Regions from separate parts of the Nothobranchius furzeri genome. Here region 1 is linked to region 2. Evidence: chromatin contacts called from public Micro-C data. All regions are on one chromosome and are shown on one strand. The core of a region is the stretch at or near the end of the contact, and the rest is flanking DNA. Distances in the headings are between cores, read along the strand shown. Region 1 has its middle 12 kb from the start of zc3h14. Region 2 holds the start of ptk2bb (protein tyrosine kinase 2 beta, b).

What was found. Hi-C and Micro-C count contacts between places; a contact is called where the count stands out from the background.
Region 1: a Micro-C map of tail fin shows a contact between it and region 2, with 14 times the contacts expected there. The contact joins the enhancer-like site here to the promoter of ptk2bb in region 2. A contact is called at or near these places in 2 of 2 Hi-C or Micro-C datasets (skeletal muscle and tail fin).

What each region holds. Positions count from the first base shown.
Region 1 is chr2:1,943,410-1,946,109 of NfurGRZ-RIMD1, forward strand. No RefSeq gene overlaps it. Among protein-coding and RNA genes, the nearest start is that of zc3h14, 12 kb to the right of the region's middle. Within about 2 kb of position 1,447, at least 2 of the 3 cell types and tissues checked have an H3K27ac peak or open chromatin away from gene starts, as enhancers often do. A contact at or near this core is called in tail fin, where this site is marked.
Region 2 is chr2:1,819,825-1,822,524 of NfurGRZ-RIMD1, forward strand. It overlaps ptk2bb (protein tyrosine kinase 2 beta, b), which reads right to left and starts at 1,290. Exons shown (of 31, transcript XM_070542717.1): 1 at 1-1,290.

The sequences.
Region 1 (2,700 bases), core at 197-2,696, 120 kb after region 2:
CCGAGGGGTGGTCAGGGGTGGCCAGGTCCCTCCTGGAAAATTACTGGCCACCCCATTGGTGCCCCCACTTTGATAAATCTTAGTCATGTTCATACAAACCATACATTAATTTTCTTTAATGAAGACTAATCTGTTTTAGAGTTTACTGTCTCCTTTTCCCAATAAGAGCAGCTGTGTACAGCTTATCTTCTTTCTGTTCTGTGCAATAGGTGGGAAAATTGAGCAATCTGATTGGCTAGGACTCAAGCTGTCTCCTTTCAATCTGCATTTGGTCAGGTAAAGCTTTCTTCTTCTAAAATGTGTCTCACCAACAAAATGACCTGTGTTTATAGTTCCTTGTTAGGGTTCTGCAACCCCCAAGGCACTTTGTCATCCACATATTCACACGCTGATAGTGATGAGCTACAACGTAGCCACAGCTGCCCTGGGGCACACTGACAGAAGCAGGACTGCCGAACACTGGTGCAACCGGTCCCTCCGACCAGCACCAGCAGGCAAGGTGGGTTCAGTGTCTTGCCCAAGTTCACAACAGCAACATTTTCTGGCGGGAGCTGGGATCAGACCGACAACCTTCCCATTACTGTACAACCTGCTCTGCCTCCTGTGTAGCTCAGAAGGGCGATGTCTACCTCAAAACACACCCGCTATGAAAGTTTCTTTGTTTTTTCTTTTAATATTTATTAAAAAACAGTATTGCATTGATGCAGATTAAAGCATGTGACGACTTGCAGAGGATGTTTCAACCCTGCTGATGGATCTTTGTACAAAGCTGAAGAGGTCCAGACATCCCTGTGATCTAATTAAAATAGTAGGATGAATAAAAACTGCAGTAAAGTTGTGGTGGGGCTACAGAAAAGAACAAGGAGTGATGTTGTGTGTGAGGGGTCATGCGTACAATTCTAGTGGAAAAATATCACAACAATGAAAATAATAGCTGTAATTAAGACCAATGCTAACTCAAATTTAACTCCTTAAAGGGTTTTGTTTCATCCTAAAAGTCTTGTGAGAACAATGTTCCTCAGCGATTTGCATACTAGTGTTGATGAACTGTGCAAACAAAAGCAGACAGAGACGAAGCAGGACTGGGAATGTGTTAGACGTTTGTCTAGACTGCAGCCGAGATCCTTCCCGTCATTGTTAGATGGCATTGAATGGCTGCAAAACAGGAAATTATTGTGGAGTAGAAACATGCTGCAGTGGGCATTAGAAAGTCAAAGTCACATGCAATTAAAATGTAAGATGAAGGATTTTGTAATGAAATTAAATTTCAATTTAAAACAATGTTGGGTGATTAAAGTTTCTGGCACAACTTTGTTTTTCCTACAATCAGAAAATTTCCTGAGCAGGTTTTAAAATTAAGAGTTTGATCAACTATTCTTTCATCTTTTATGATCCATTAAGGAGTTGTGGTTTAAACTATGGAGTCTAGTGCTCTGAACAGTCTCTTCTGCCACCCTGTGGACAAAACGTTGTTTTATTTTTTGTGTTTATTTCCCTGTCTGACCTTGTTTTACCAAAACCAGATCAAACTGCTGATTGCATTTACTCGCCCTGCCCCATGAAACGTTTGGGCCTGTCGCACTTTCCAGAAAATATTTGTGTTCGTTTCTCAGCACAATAAACAGGAACTTAGTAATAATTCAGGTCAGTTTAATATAGTTTAATAAGTCACTAAGGAGAATAAAACGCTGATGTTTAATTTTGAAAGGGATTTGGGGACATTGTACATGCAACTGCACGTAATAAACTAACAAATCTGTTGATTTTTTACTTTTATTTATTTATTTAGAAAGTTGCTTAATTTTTACATGTCTCATTTTATATTACATACGTTCATGAGACATTTCCTAAGTATGGTGGCTTTTTTATCATCAAAAATACAAAGTGAATGATAAACTAAATTAGTGGCTTTAACTTCGTTTCCGTTTTATCTAAAAGCAAGTAGACCACAAGGCAGCCACAGATTGTGGAAACGGCTGCAGAGATTAATAATCACTGTTAAAAGTGCAAAAGATTAGCTAAACCATGGCTCAAATAAAATAAATAAAACTACAATAAAACCTTCACAATCTAACATGTGAAACAATGTGAAACACATTCACACAGAATTCCTTTTTCTTTATTATTTTTCTATATAATATATATTTATTTGTTTGTTTGTTTATTCATTGGTTTGCATGTTGTCACCTCTTCTGGCCAGATCTTGTACCGGTGAGAAAAACGAGCGAACCCATCATCAAAGTCGACTCTTCTCGCGCTGCTTCGGGTTTCTCCGACAGTCACGTGATCGTACGTTAAATTTCCAAGAGCATCTGGCTGCAGACATCAGCTGGCGTCTTTGCCGTGCCAGGAAATGACGTATCCGGAAAAATAAGTGTCATTACCTTCGCCGGAAGTCATTACCTTTGCCGGAAGTAGGTTTTTTTTTCGGAAGTCATTACCTTTGCCGGAAGTTTTTTTTCCTTGAATACGCTTTATTGACAAAGCACAAAAGTAGTTTGAATTTGTCAAAACCATACCGTGTCGTTTTTCTCTTCGATTTGTACATATTTAAGAGAAAAATAACACGGTGGGTCATTACCTTAAAGAGCAAGTAACGTCTAAATTAACTTTTTTTTGCTGATGAACTGTATAAATGAGTGTCTATAGTGTTTTAAATGTGTGCATTCTTTATTTTAGCATTTTTTCACTGCTCAGAGT
Region 2 (2,700 bases), core at 40-2,539:
GTTGAGTTGCTAATGCTAACAGTTAGCTCCTGCTAGCTGAGACATTCCATGCTGTTTCCTGGACGCTACAACAACACCAGCCTTCCCCCATCGTGAGTCAAGATGGGCGAGTCCATGACTGTGAAGTGACAGTGTGACGTAGATCTCTCTGGATTTTCAGAAGCTAACGCAGGAGATAGGTGTAGAAGACTATTTTCATGCTCAACCTGCATTAAAAACTCTGAGTGACCGATTATAATCAATAAAAAATGCTTTTTCAGTGTTCCACACCTTTAAAAGAAAACTAAAATTTGAAGCAAAAACTTGTTGAATTAACAACAAAAGTCTAGAAAACAGCTCAGTCTGACTATTTTTTTTTCTATGCGCATGCCAGGCACACAGCATTGCAGCCTCAGCGCTGTCTAGCTGGCACTTGAGTTGTTATGCTAACGAATAATTCCCATTGAGAGCCTTTTTATTGTCGTGAAGCAACTCTTTCAACACGTCGCCACAATGGAGGCTTCAGCGGGACAATGAGAGGGATTATTTATTACTCAGACAAGTTGTAGAGGTAATAGATCCTTGGAGAAACATAGGCTGTGCTTTCGGGTAGAGACTGGGAATAACACATTTGTGATGGCTGGAGGTGGAATTCCCGGAGGGGGACAAAGGAAGGGACACATCTTTAAAACAAAACTGCACTTGAGGAAAAAGGAAATGAACATAAACAGAAAGACAGTAATACATCACAACTCGAATCCCTTTTCGAATTGCTTTTGGTTGTTTTTTTTTATTCTAAATTCCAACAACTTCCTGCATTTAGGAGAATAAATCCAGCTTTCGGCCTGTTTTCTTGGGAGAGCTGTTCAGGGTAAATCTGTCAGGACATGCAGCGTGTCTGCACCAGGATCAGCAGCAAACAGATCTGGAGTCAGGCGTTCTTCGTTCCAACAGTGCTGTTATGACCAGATTCACTAGTCATCATCAAGCTTGTTCTGTGACCTCTCATGTTCCCCTTTAATAAAAGACTTGTGACTGTGAGAGTCTACAGCTCACCAATGTGACCCGAGGCGCTGGAATGTGGCTGGCTGCTCCTCACCTGCACAGACACGCTTTACAACTAAACACAGTTCTCAGAAAACAGAACACGGTGTTTCACCGCCCCGTTAGAATAACCACTGACTGCACAAAAAACAAATAAGAATGGAATGGGTAAACCAGATATCCGGACTCCCAAAGTCCAATAACTGGATGCATAAACCCTGTTTGAGTTATAAACTGATATAATTCACCTGAACAGGACCTTACTGAGTCATCAGAACATCTGGATTCCTACCTGATTCTGACCGTACTCCTTGTCTGTGAAGAAGAAAGTTGATTAAAACTCCAGAGAAGTTGAGGTCGAGCAGGTCGTCTCTCACACGGACTGTCAGCAGCAGGAGAGGTGGCAGGTGGCCACTCCCTCACCTCTTCCAGGTGGAGTCACTTCCTTATTCCAGGAATCTTGTGTTCTTGCGCCGTTTTCCAACTCAAAGTTATCCAGGAGCAGCTGTTTGAGTCTTTTAGTTGTTATATTTCTAATGCAAATCCTCTCATTACACAAAACATTTAAAATAACTCACAGCACGGGTCAAAAGGTTAATACATTTATAATTTTATGTAGAAGTACTTAAAAATAACTTACTAATAACCAAAACAAACTTTTCACTTTTAACTTCATATTTTTCTTCCCTCGTTGGTCCTCCAGTTCACTTTTACGTGTGCCTCTTTTTGTAATTATGCTATCTGACCAGAGGAGGGCAGTGTAGCCTTAAAATGTTGCTGGATTTAACGTTTAATTTATATTTTGTAAAAATAAAATAAAATAAAAAGTGGATAAAATCTTAAAAGTTTCCTAAAAATGTAACTCAATTAAAAAATGAATATTATGTCACACAAATATGAAAATAAATATTTTAGAAGTAAGAAAATTAAAATGTTTGTTTTTTTAGGACAGGAAATGTTTTTAACTCAGCTTTTGGAGGATTTTAAAAAAATACTTTATTATTAATTATAATGGTAGATTTCTGTGATGATGATAATAATAATGTAGGAAGAAGAAGAAGAAGAAGAAGAAGAAGAAGAAGAAGAAGAAGAAGAAGAAGAAGAAGAAGAAGAAGAAGAAGAAGAAGAAGAAGAAGAAGAAGAAGAAGAAGAAGAAGAAGAAGAAGAAGAAGATTTATTAATCAATTGTTTATAGACTTGTTGTTTTAGGTGTTTTTATAAATAAAGTTTATTTAATTTCACTTTTTTATCAGGACTAGATAAAAACCATAATAAGTTTGTTTACAACAAAAGAGCATCTAGAAATAATGGGCAAAATATTGTGTTGGAGGTAAAACAAGTGATTGAACATAAAGAACTTTTTTTCTCATATCAAAAGTATGAAATACATATGAATAAACAACACAGATGGATGAATTCAGCCCGCTTCACTGCAGCTTCATGCTGCCTGAATATTTTTCACTATCATAATATTATGAACCCACACAGCCAGAGGCATAATAACTCAGTTGCATTATTAGCTCATTTACATGCTGCCATAACACAAATATATGATGCCTCACACATCTCTGAGTTCTCAGGGAGGACCACAGATGTTCTAGATAGTAAAAAGTCCTCTGTGGAGCCTGAGTGTGTGTGCACGTATGCATGTGTGTGTGCACGTGTGCATGTAGGCAG